Regions from separate parts of the Mus musculus genome. Here all the other regions are linked to region 1. A link is a contact called in public Hi-C and HiCAR-type data. All regions are on one chromosome and are shown on one strand. Each heading gives the region's core, a stretch centred on a gene start, on an enhancer-like site or on the middle of the called end of the contact. The rest is flanking DNA. Distances are from core to core; before and after follow the strand shown. Region 1 overlaps Atg7 (autophagy related 7). Region 2 overlaps Vgll4 (vestigial like family member 4). Region 3 overlaps Atg7 (autophagy related 7).

What was found. A called contact is a pair of places that touch in the nucleus more often than the background predicts. HiCAR-type assays count read pairs that join an accessible place to other places.
Region 2: a contact with region 1 is called in a Hi-C map of liver, with 1.9 times the contacts expected there. The contact joins two enhancer-like sites. A contact is called at or near these places in 1 of 39 promoter capture datasets (the C10 cell line), 1 of 15 datasets of contacts at CTCF or cohesin (the NIH/3T3 cell line), 12 of 484 Hi-C or Micro-C datasets (3T3-L1-derived adipocytes, the C10 cell line, the MC3T3-E1 cell line and 6 more), 9 of 115 datasets of contacts at active chromatin or transcription factors (the HPC-7 cell line, the SCID.adh cell line, astrocytes and 6 more) and 3 of 9 other capture datasets (adipose tissue, liver and pancreatic islet).
Region 3: a contact with region 1 is called in a HiCAR-type map of fibro-adipogenic progenitors, with 2.5 times the contacts expected there. The contact joins two enhancer-like sites. A contact is called at or near these places in 1 of 39 promoter capture datasets (the 3T3-L1 cell line), 9 of 484 Hi-C or Micro-C datasets (the 3T3-L1 cell line, Th1 cells, adipose-derived mesenchymal stem cells and 6 more), 6 of 115 datasets of contacts at active chromatin or transcription factors (the HPC-7 cell line, Th17 cells, embryonic stem cells and 3 more) and 3 of 9 other capture datasets (adipose tissue, liver and pancreatic islet).

What each region holds. Positions count from the first base shown.
Region 1 is chr6:114,779,426-114,783,391 of GRCm38.p6, forward strand. The region is part of intron 18 of Atg7 (autophagy related 7); the gene reads left to right. Among named protein-coding and RNA genes, the nearest start is that of Gm52917, 47 kb to the left of the region's middle. Within about 2 kb of position 2,091, at least 131 of the 459 cell types and tissues checked have an H3K27ac peak or open chromatin away from gene starts, as enhancers often do. A contact at or near this core is called in adipose tissue, fibro-adipogenic progenitors, liver and 1 more, where this site is marked.
Region 2 is chr6:114,877,655-114,881,620 of GRCm38.p6, forward strand. All of the region lies in intron 2 of Vgll4 (vestigial like family member 4), which reads right to left. Among named protein-coding and RNA genes, the nearest start is that of Vgll4, 42 kb to the right of the region's middle. Within about 2 kb of position 1,652, at least 16 of the 459 cell types and tissues checked have an H3K27ac peak or open chromatin away from gene starts, as enhancers often do. A contact at or near this core is called in liver, where this site is marked.
Region 3 is chr6:114,859,064-114,863,029 of GRCm38.p6, forward strand. Atg7 (autophagy related 7) reads left to right here. Exons shown (of 19, transcript NM_028835.5): 19 at 1-1,541. It overlaps Vgll4 (vestigial like family member 4), which reads right to left. Exons shown (of 5, transcript NM_177683.3): 4 at 3,693-3,816; 5 at 1,565-3,373. The coding sequence ends at 3,102. Among named protein-coding and RNA genes, the nearest start is that of Vgll4, 61 kb to the right of the region's middle. Within about 2 kb of position 2,253, at least 89 of the 459 cell types and tissues checked have an H3K27ac peak or open chromatin away from gene starts, as enhancers often do. A contact at or near this core is called in adipose tissue, fibro-adipogenic progenitors and muscle stem cells, where this site is marked.

The DNA of each region.
Region 1 (3,966 bases), core at 841-3,340:
TTGGGCTTGGTGTTTGCAAAGAATCATCAAAGTAATATGTATTATTTCATCATATATGTTGTCTATAGAAAGATTTAATCTTTTGTGGTGCTGAAGCTCAGAACCATGTGTATGCATGCATGATTATGTGTGTGATTTAAAAATTACTACCCATGTCTGAAAGTCTGCTGCTTGTACCATGCTGGTTATTAGGGTAGGGATCAATGAGACGGTTATGCTCATGGGCTCATGTCCACTGTGAGAAGCAAAGGTATTGACAAGGAGCTGAGGGGCCATCAGAAATGTTTAGTCATATGTATGCGGTCAGTTCCAAGACTCAGAGAGTCAGGATGTAAAAAAGCCTTTTAGGAAGACAACCACCATTCCCTTTAGCCCTTTAGGCTTTGTTTTGTCTTGTTGGTTTTTGTTTTTGTTTTTAAGATTTATTTATTTTATATATGTGATTACACTGTCACTGTCTTCAGACACACCAGAAGAGGGCATCAGATCCCATTACATATGGTTGTGAGCCACCATGTGGTTGCTGGGAATTGAACTCAGGACCTCTGGAAGAGCAATCAGTGCTCTTTACTGCTGAGCCATCTCTCCAGCTCGAGCCTCTTAGTTTTAAAGGATGAGAAACTGTCTTTATAAACAAAAGCTGGATTTTATAAACTGGAAAGCTGGGGAGGAGAACACCAATGCCCTGAGCCTTCCCAAGTTACAAAGCACATCACAGCCACAGAGCTCATCCCAGCTCTCCTGTACAATTCTGTCATTTGTAGTTTTTGTTTTTACATACAGGGTCTCACTGTGTAGCCCTGGATGGCTTAGAACTAACTACCTGGAGCCAAGGCTTGGTCTTTATACATATAACACCACAGAGATCTGTCTGCCTCTGCCACCCAAGTGACAATCCAAGTGTTTTTATGTGGACTATATATGGAGGATTAATTTTATTTAACACTGAAAAGTTAAAAGAACTTAGGAAAGGCCATTTGCCATGGCCTGTGTTTCATCTTGGGGCCTTGGACAGACACCCACATTCTTTGAATCCCATCTAGGTGTCAAATGGTGTTTTCATTTTGCCCATGGGATGTTAGAAGTCCCCACAGAGGAAAGGCCCCACTTAACCTCCTGCATGCTTGAAGCATGGCCATGTGTGGAGGATGCTTTCATGCTTCACCTTTGAGGCCCAGCTTCCTGAGAGTAGAGCTGGCCCATGGAGACTGGCCTTGACTCTCTGGTCCTTCCTCCAGCCTCTTTGCAACCTAAGGAAATGGGAGTTGCAAGTTGATGGACCATATCATGTCTCAGTCACAGATCTGCTGAGGAGTTCCTGGAGGGTTGCTTTAATTGCTGGATTTCCTAAGGAAAGTCTCAGTCTGACTCAAACATGCAGATGCATTAGCCTCGTTTTATGAAACTGGCTCAAGTTAGCCTCTGGGGTTTTTTCTCATCCTGGGACAAAATATCAGTTTCTGTGTTTTTATTTTATTCCAACTGTGGTTTCAGCATCGTGCTCTGAGAAACACCAAGATACATTTTTCTACTCCATCTAACTAAAGTAAAAGGATGACTCCTAAGGGAGCTGATGAAACAAACCATCTTGGTCCATCCTTGAGAGATTGAAATTTTCAGATCCCATAGCCAGAAGCCAGCATTCTCCTGCCTCCCGGATTAACTAACTCCAGGCTCTCTGCCCCTCACTCTGGCCTCTTGACAACACAGGACAGTTGCACCATGGGTGGTGTCAGCACTGTCCATCCTTAGCATTGTGGTCAAGGCGTTTACATCCTCGGGCTTTTGTGAGGCAGCATCCCCCTTGCAGATTTACGCAGTTACTTAGTGATAAGGGGGGAGGAATGTTGACTACCAACTGTTAACACAGGCTGTACAGCCCCTTGCAGGCTGGCAGCCACAGAGAGGGCTGCACTGACAGATCCATCCAGAGCTGAGATTCAAACTCTTAACTCACTGGGATACAGAATTCTAGAAGGTGGAATGTCTGTTGTCCTCACAGCAGAAGTCACAGGAGAAACATGGCAGCTGTATGGTGTGACTTCATGGGCAGAAAGACTTCCTGTTCTGCTCAGTCAGCCACGCTGTTAACAAGTGTTTCTGCCCGGCCTTTGCACTTACCCCAAGTTTCTGGCCCTTCGCCCTCACAGCTGGTTTTGATTTGGTTTCTGTGGAATAGTTTTTTGTTTTGTTTTGTATTTAACAACAGTCAGATATTTATGTACAGCTTCATCAAGAGCCTCTGATGACAAATAAGCCTTTGGAGGCCAGGGGAGGCTGTGGGAAACCCCCGTGTCAGCACTCAGACCTGTTTGCAGTGGAGAGAGTTCACTATGGGAACTCATGGGCTTGTTCAAGCACCTAGCCCTGTCTTCCCAGAGTCCTCTGATAGCCCGTCTCCCCGGTCTGTCCTGGGATGGTGCCCTGCACTGAATTTTCCTTATGAAGCAATCCCTCCAGGTCAGCCTTGGCCCTCTCTCCTGAGTGAGGGGAGGGGAGGCAGAAACTGCAGGCACAGAGCCAATCGCTGCTTAGTTTGGAAACTGGAGCCTGTCTTTTGAAATCCAGCTTGGCAGCATCCCATTGAGAACTCGCTGTGTAAAGTGTGTCCCTTTTATTTGCTGTCAGAGTTATCTGTAGAAATGTGAGATGTTTATATATGTGGGCATTAGGGACAGTCCTGCTGAAGGGTAGACAGCAAAGTCTGCGTGGAATCCTGCCTTCCAGAGAGGAGGCTGAGTGGCGCAACCTACTTAGAGGCCATGGCAGAGAGAATGGGGAAGTCACATGCGACACACAGACAAGACAGCTGAGCAATGGAAGAGAGGCTCTAGTCCTCCTTAAACCATGGGAACACAATCCTTTTTAAATTGTGAGACTTGAGTCCTCTTTCAACCATGAAATTCAAGACCAAAAGACATTAAACCATAAAGACTTCAAGATATTACATTAACCTAAAAATATTTTTTAAACTGAGTCAGTCATGTCAGACAGGAATTTTATCTATCTGGCTTTGTCTGACTGGATCCTCAACTTTGATTGGCAGTTGTATATATCTTTAAATCATGAATACATTAAACTAACTGGATGCATTTTGAGTTGGAGGGGCTTTTCACGATGGATTCTGTGAGCCAGAAGGTGGAAAGTGAGTGAATTCCTAGAACTAGGTAGCACATAGGCCAGGCACAGCTGCCCCGACTTCCTGACTCAGCGGTGCGGGGACCCTGGGGTGTCCTTGCAGCCTGTGCTGGCCTTGGTTTTCTAGGGGCTATATTTTCACAGCTGATCCTTCTCATTTGCAAGCAAAACAGCTGCCTCATGTTGAATTTGGGGAGATTCCATATTTCAAGACTGCAAAATTAAATAGATTTGTAGCTCTGAGATTGCAGGTCTGAATCTTCTGCTTTTCAGTTGCGCACGAGGCTCAGGGGTAGAGGGGACAGCAGCGAAGGTGTGTGCCTGTTACTCCAGTATCTCAGCTAGTGTTCATCAGCTCTGCCCAGCTCCTGCTGCTGAGGAAGCAGAGAGGCCCAGCACCATGGGACAGTGCCATGGTGCTGGGGGAAGGAGGATGTGAGCCACACAGGGCTTGTAGCTGTAGGGACAGAGATGACACATGCTTCTTTTGTTTCTGTGGAATCTCAGGTTCTCATGCGGGTGGGGGTGGGGGGCGCGGGCAGGCAAGAGCAAACATTGGTTCTCAGAGATTGGAACTCCAGGTGTAGGGCAGAAAAAGCAGAGCAGGGGTTCCATATGTGCCTGTGTCAGTAGGGCCTCTGAGACTGTACTGTAGCCACCAACACACTTCTCTTCTGGATATGTCTGCAGTCACCTTATGAGGAAGAAGTACCCATTTTACAGATGAAGCTGTAGAGGACAGAGGAGTAACCAAATACACTGCTGACATGCTTTTGAACTTCACTGGGTAAAGCCTCCATGTACATGGTAAGGTTTATAGTACAGGTC
Region 2 (3,966 bases), core at 402-2,901, 98 kb after region 1:
TTGCCATGAATAAATAAAAGCACTGTTTTGGGAGTTTGTTTGCTTGTTTAAGTTAAACTGTCTAACTAGCTGGCCGAACACGGTGGCCTTTGGAGCACTGGTCAAGCTATGGAAAGGTGAGCGAGCCCCCCTAGGACAGAGGTGAGCTGCTGAGTTTACCCTGGCCTCTCAGCATTGCGCCCCCAAACCTGCCTCCTCCTTCAAGACCTCTCTTTTTTTGGTTTTCCCCTGTGCCCCCTTTGAAGCTCAGCCTCCCCCACATGGTGGCCACACACAAGCCCTAAATCCTTTTGTATTATGCAGAGGGTCCCCAGCTTCTCTGCGGTGTAAAGGGAGTGTACACTCAGTAGGAACTGCACTCTGGGTGTTGAATTCTGTTCTCCCCGGCCTGGCCTGGCACTCTGTAGTGACTTCTCAGGCACCTGCAAACCAAAGTGCCCAGCAGCCCTAGTGGCTCTGTTGAGAAGCTAAAACAAGAAGCAGGCGGAGAGCCACATCCTTACTTCACAATGGGTCGGTTGATAGGGATAAGTATCACCCTGGTGTTGATGGACAAGAAGCCCCCGCCATTGGTTCAACAGGAGAGTTCGTGGGCACTGACCCTCTAGGACAATTCTTGGGTCCTACCACCAAACCTTTTCTAGAACAGCTCTCCTATATAAAAATCTCCGAAGCAACATGTTTGTAACTGCATCCTGCCCTTAAAAATTGATTTAAAAAAATGAATAAACTTAAGATCAAGCCTTTTTGGAGAGCTAAAACAAACAAACAAACAAACAAACAAACAAAAAACCAAGCACGAGTCACTCAGCTCCTTGGGTGGGGGAAGGGGCTGAGGCAGAAGCCCTGTGAATCTTAGGCTACTTAGACTACACAGAGACAGACAAGGCAATCTGTAGAAGGCGCCACTGACAGTGAAGAAGGGTCTGACAGACCATCACTATCTACGCACAGTAAACAAAGGTGCTGGGACATGGGGCAGTTACCAGCAGCCTGCTCAAAGGGATAAATGCTTTCCAGAATACAGAGTGTCACCGTGGGGGACGTGGGGATGAGTGGGAAGGGTAAATGCTGGATAGACAAACCACAACAACCCGACTTAAATCTGAGGCTGTGGAATGTATGGAGAGCTCTCTGCCAGGAGCCCTCAAGGATGGCACCACCAGATCTGGCCCGGGTGAGAGCGGAAGACAACTGCATTAAGACGCCATAGTGAAGGTCACAAAGGGGAGTGGGGCCCTGACTTGTGTCAGAGCTGCTTGTCACACAGGCCCACAACTCTCATCTCATGCTTAGTTGGCCTGAAGTGAGGGACGGTGGAGATTTCCATGAATTCTTTTAAAATTTAACCACGGCGTTTCCGTGAAAGTCCAGGGAGGTGCTTACTGGGAAGGGAGTTTGTCGCAACGGGTGCCTCCATCCTTGAAGGTCACACAAGGACCGTGGCTTTTATTCAGTAGTCAAGGAGATACGGCCCATGGATAGACCCAGTGGTGTCTCGCACACAGGCTCTGGAGGAAGACCTGTCGGCCAAGCTTGGCTTGGCACGCCGAGGGGCAGGAGTGAAGGGGCAGCTCCTGGTGGCTCGGAGGGTCCAGTTCTCATCTGCCCCGCTCACAGCTCTGCCTAGAAACACATGACCAAGCATGACCCAAAGCAGGAGGGCGGGAGGGTAAGCAGTGCCTGGCACTGGTCCCGAGCTGCCTGCCACTCAAGCAAATGAACACAGTGAATCTGCTAGAAAGTGGGGCCCTGACGGAGGGGCTGGCGGCAAATGTGAAGGACACCTGGGGACAGACCTGCTAGTCTTCCCAAGATGAGAGTGTCTGTCTAGCCTTTTTTTTTTTAAGATTGCAAAAAGATAATGTGTATGAGTGCTTGCCTGCATGTATGTACATACACATGCATGTATATATATGAACCATGTATATCTATATGTATGTATGGTACGAAGGGAGGCCAGAAAGGGAATATCACATGGCGCTGAGACTTGAACCCTGGTCCTCTGGAGGAATAGTCAGTGCTCTTAACAACCAAGCCATCTCTCCAGCCACACAGACAGCCCTTTCCCTTTTTTTATCTCAGATGTCAGACTGTGTTGCTGATCTGCAACTCCTGAACCACACCAGCACTCTTCACTCTGCCATACACCATCCTTGGTTTCCACACACCTCACGCCTACCCAGCCTGGTGCCAGTAGCAGAAAAAAAAGAAACGTAAATAGAAGGATGAAAAAAAAAAAAGGCATTTTATTCACACAGTAACCCAGGATAAGAGACCAAGCAGGCCCATGATGCAGACTGAGGTGCCTCCACAGGTTCAAGGGGACCCAGGGATTTCTGTTCTGGAAGATGGGGTGCAGGGAAGAGGGGGGACAGGGCAGTTGTAGTTGACTCTGTCCCAGCCTGGAAATGAGCATTATGGCTGCAGAACACAGGAGTTACCCTAGGCAATGCTACCTAAGACAGTACATAACTAACTATGTAAACCAGGCTGGCCTTGAACTCACAAAGATCTGCCTGCCTCTACCTCTGAGTGGTGGGATTAAAATTTAACTCCATCAAAAGGAAGACAGCTTCAAGGTGTGTGTGTGTGTGTGTGTGTGTGTGTGTGTGTGTGTCTCCCCTCCCCCGTTCCATTCTTATTCCAAGAATGGCCTACCCCCAAGGATTATTGGGCATTACACTGGCTATAGAGCTATTGACTGAACAAGGCCCAGCCCTGATAGAGATGAACATCAGAAGGAGCAGAGAAAGGCACACCGTGTTCTAGGAAGACTGTTAACTTGCCATCTCTGGAGGAGGGCCTTCTGAATGGCTCAGGAGACAAGTGAGGCCCTGAGGCAGACTGCAGCCTAGAGACTCAGGGCTGCACAGCGATTTCCTAGAGCTGACCAAGAGCCACAGAGCTAATACTTCAGAAACCTGACCCAGAAAGGAGGTTTGCATGGGGGCAGGGGGTCTACAGTGTGACCCAGGCCAATGCCTATATGGAAAAGAGTCGGCAGAACATGGCAGTGAATACAACATGGAGACGGGGCCAGGAGACAGGAGGTAATTTCTGAGGTAAATAGAAAGCTCTTTATCAACCATGAATATGGAGGAGTGTCACATGGAGAAATTCCTACATGTGTACATGCAAAAGGAGGCAGATCTGTGTGACCTGTGGGTCTTCATCATACATAACAATGAGACTCTCCCATGTATAGAGGCAATGTAAGCCACAGCTTGCATGACATCACTTAGAGGGTCAGTCAATGAGAAGGGTGGAGCCTGGAAGCAGAGATAACAATAAATGCCACACATAGACGCTATCTGTCGCTGGACTCCAAAGCTGGATATGATGTGGTGGCGTGGGGAGGGAGTGCCCTGAAGAAGATTCCATCTCCTTCTCCAGAGGCTGTAGTAGCTCTCAGGAAAGTGGATTAGTTCTCAAGAGCCTCTGCCTTCTGTTTCCTCCTCTGCTCCTCTACTCCACTGACACAGCACACAGACCTCGCCAGAAGCAGCCAAAGATCTTAAGACTTCCATCTCTGGAGCAGTGAGCTATATAAACTTCTTTTTATTGTAAATTAAACAGGTTTAGGTATTTTGTCATAGCAACAGAATCCCTCTTAAAGTTTCTGGATAGCAGGGCATGGTAGCACACACAAATCCCAGCACTTGGAAGACAGAAGTAGACAGATCTCTGTGAGTTCGAAGCCAGCCTGGGTCTTTATAGGGAGTTCCAGAATAGTCAGAGATGCATCCGAAAATCTGTCTTTTTTTTTAAAGGGCACAGGGAGAAGGAAGAAAAATCTTGGGAAGAGTGGCTCCCAAGGTAGAAAGGGGAACACAAAAAGAAGGGTCATAGGAGGATCAGCCAAAAGAGATTCCTTCTGGAGTCATCACAACATGGAATTACAAGTGTCCCCCAAATCTGCCACCTTGTGGGCAGAGCATCAGGGGGAACCTGGCCCAGCTTCCT
Region 3 (3,966 bases), core at 1,003-3,502, 80 kb after region 1:
AGGACTGGACCGCAGGACTGGTGATCTGGGCCCTGCCACCTCCCTGGTCCTGATCTCCACATCTCCAAGGACGAGGGTGTACCCTCTGCCACCCAGTTGCACCCTTTCCTGTGCCATCTCACCAGCTCTGAACTCAATAATAACCTTGGCATTGCCACTGATCTGGGGCTCAGGTCCTTCCATGTGCACTAATCTCCCCCCCCCCACACACACACTGTTGCTGAAGGACACCCCAGGACCCAACATAGATCAGACAAGGCTGTGCTAGGAGCCTCACCGGTAGGGCACCTGCTCTGGGCCCTGGGTAGCAGTGAGTGCTGAGTTTGTAGCCTCAAGTGTTCAAGTGGCACACCAAGCCACCCTCCCCCAGCTGTGGGCATGCTGTGTGCCACCCTGTTCCAGGGATGGGAGAAGCTCCTGCCACAGCCCTGTACTGAAAAGCAGGGAAGAGCTCTGTAGGATGGGTGTGTCCAGCTGGGCCTAGTCAGGTGCCCTCACTCACGGGGTTGCTCCTGGGGCAAGGCTTGTCTTCCTCTTCACTCTGGGTGGGCCCTTGGCAGCTGTGGCCACCCATCCTAAATAGATGAGCTGCTCCCCTCCCACACCTGTGCACCTTCACTGGGGTCTCAGGTCCAGAACAGAAGCCCATGCACGGCTGGCTTAGCAGGTCTCAGGAAGGGAGACTAGAGAGGACCTTGGCCTAACACAGATGCTGCAACAAGCGGCCCTACCATCTGTGCAAGGCTCCCCACAAGTAGCCAGGCCTACCTGGGCACAGGGCCCCACAGCCCACATGCCACCCTAGGAGTCAAGAGCCACACAGCCTCGGTTTAAGAGCACTTTATTATTGTTCTTAAGGCTACTTTTAAGTACAAAAAAAAAAAAAAAAAAAAAAAAAAAAAGATGGCCTGCCAAACCTTTTTTTTTTTCTTCTTCCAGGAAAAAAAAACAGGCCACAGAAAATGGTATATTACAGATTTACAAACACAGAGGGGTCAGCACACACATAGATGGCTTGGTTCTGGGGAGGTCGCAAGCTCCTGCCCAAGCGGGCTGGCAGGCTCCTCAGCTGACAAATGAGGTATCCCACTCCAGGGCACGGCCTATTCCAGATAGGTCAGCGCACCAGGGACCCAGCCACCCGCACTGCCATCCCCCCCTCCCCCAACAGCGACGACCCGCTCACTGACGGGTATCTGAGGCCCGTTGCCCACAGAGCCAGTCCGCGGTGCGGTTGTTTTCCTGTGACAACCTCAGTAGCCTGTAGAATAACAAACTAGTGGCTATTAATGCGGACGCAGTGTTGTCATGGAGTAACTGTGTACCTGCACGATTACAGACACACCTACGACAAAAAAGATCAACTTTTTTCCCCCAAACAACAACAACAAAAAAATGAATGATTATGATAGGAAAGGGAAAATTAAATAGCTACATATCATTAACAAATTAATTGTTCTTCAAAAAATACCTACAAATTTCTCTGTACATTCTTTACGCACAGCGTAATGATGGTCTTTAAAATTACCTATATAAAAAAAGTGTTCTGAACAATTCTTTTTTTCCTACAGAAAATATAGGGGCCTGAATGCCAAGCTTGGAAGCCCAGGAGAGTGGGTGAACCTTGTGCGGGGCAGGAGGAGGGCTGTCCATGTTTGTAAAGGCCAGTAGCCACCCTGTGACCACGAGGATCAGTCCCCACCTTCCCACCCGTGCAGGTTTCCCAAGTTCGACAGCTAACCTGTTTCCTCCTACTAAAAGTCAGCCCCATGATTCCCTGTGCAGGAGTCCATAATGCCTTGTGGGGGAGGAGCTCCTAGCCAGGTGATGCCCTCAGGTGGGCCAGGCCAGGGGACAGAAACACTCAAGGCTGGGAGAAACAGCAGCTGTCGGGCATCCCTAGCCGTGTCTGTCCTGCTGGCTCCTAATGTCTAGTTAGTAGCTATTAATAGTGCAGGAATAACTGTATAGTCAGAGGAATGTGTACAGCCTTGGCCCCAGCATAGGAGGACATGCACGCAGCCCCACGCTGCAGGCTGTCAGGCACCGGATGTTTGGCCAGGAGTTGGAAAGGAGCAGTCTGTGTATCAAGGAGCCTAAAGACATGAACTCCAAGTCCCCAGCCCAGGATGCAGAAAATGAGCAGCAATGGGCTTCCCCAGCCTGCCACACCCACTGGCTGTGCGCTCCTCTCTGGAGTAAAGTGAGCGTTGACTCATCCCAGAAGCACAGCTGTACCAGCAGTGAATGTATCAGGGCTGAAACTGATGACGCAGGCTAATGCTGACAAGAGGCCAGACAAGAAGCCAGGCAGTGCTACAGTCTGGGCTTAGTCAATAGAAACCAGCTATTTTTTTTTCTTTTGAGACATGCACCATGTCAGAAGCACTACGGAGTCCTCCAGCCTTGTCCCCGGCCTCACAGACTGCAGTGCTCAGAGAAGGGAAATGCCCATGGTCAGGGGGAGTCTGCAGTCCAGCTGTGAGCACCTCAAGCCTAGAGAAAGACCTAGAACCTGCTAGAGACCCTCTAAGTTCAGCAACAATGCAAGCACACATGGTCAGAAGTATTCCCTAGCAGTTTGCCCTCAGTACTGGCATCTCAGACAGCTGCCCAGCAGGCAGCTCTGCCCTCCGTAGTGCAAATCAGGACAGTTGTCTTCAGGCAGACACATGCAAATGCAGACTGAGCCAGGCTCAGGTGGAAGCCAAGCTGTGCATACCCGGCCACAGAAGCTAAGAGCACAAAGCGTCCGGATCCCCATGTCGTCATGGCTTGTGACTGAGAAAGGGCGGCAGGGTCCCGGCTGCCAGGTGGCAGACCTGCAGAGGTTTCTTTGGTAACCGGGGCAGGGAGCAAGGATGCTCTGCTGGACTTAATGCTCCGTGCTGTTCTGTTGCCACACTGAGGCCCCTTGTATGAACACCAAGCAAGTATAAAACAGAGCAGAACAGAAGTCCAGACAACATGGTTTTGCGAATAAACCACCCACCCACCCTCCCCCCAGGATTTTTTTTTTCTTTCTGTTTTTTTAAGCACTGACTGTTCAAAGCTCAGGCAAACCATGCAGATTCCTGTGTGGTCGAAGGGTGGTTCCCCCTTCAGGAGACCACAGAGGGGGAGTGACTATGGCTGACCATGTGGGCAGTGGGGCTGGCTGGCTGGCCCCTGCGTGAGGCTGACTCCGGGCTGCTGGATGCGCTGTCCTTGGCTGCTTTGATCTGAAGCCATGTGTCACCTAGTGCTTTGGCAAAGTGGTCATCCACTGAGCCAGTGATGGACACCGAGTTAGGCGCCGGCTCTGGCTCCTTGTAGTTCTTGCCCAGGCTCCGACGGAAGTGCTCTTCCACCACAGGGTCACAGGTGGCAGTTGCTGCAAAGGAGGGGACAGAGGACAGATAGCTGCATCAGTGGGTCCGGGACCCAGTCAGTGATACTTAACCACACCATTAAAGGGTAAAGCCCAAGAGTCTCTGTGGCACTAAATAACAATGGTGGATCCTGGAGCCCAGAGGGGCCAGGGACAGAGGTCCTTTTCTCTATGCCTCCTGAATCATGGCCAACTCAAGGTGCACACGTGCTCTAAAACAGTGTTTTAAAACTCACCACTAAGTAAATTTTAGGAAGAGAGGTTACAGCCTATAGCTTAATCCAGGGTTCCCACATGTCTCAGGCTATGGGGGAAAACTTACCACTGGGTGGTCTCCGGTAGCTGGCAGACCCAGGCGCAGAACAGCCACTGTGTGCGATGGGACAGTGAGAGAGGTTGCAGTTGCGGGCACCCGCGGATGCACAGGTAATCACAGAGGGCCGGTTCTGTGGGAGGGAGAACAGGTCAACTCCTCATCTACTGAGCGGAGCTGCCAGCGAGCCCAGCTCTCAGGCCAGGGACCTTCCCTGTTCCTCGGGCCCTCTGTGCTACACAACAGCAGGTCGAGAGGGGGAGACTAGACTGGGGTGGGGTCC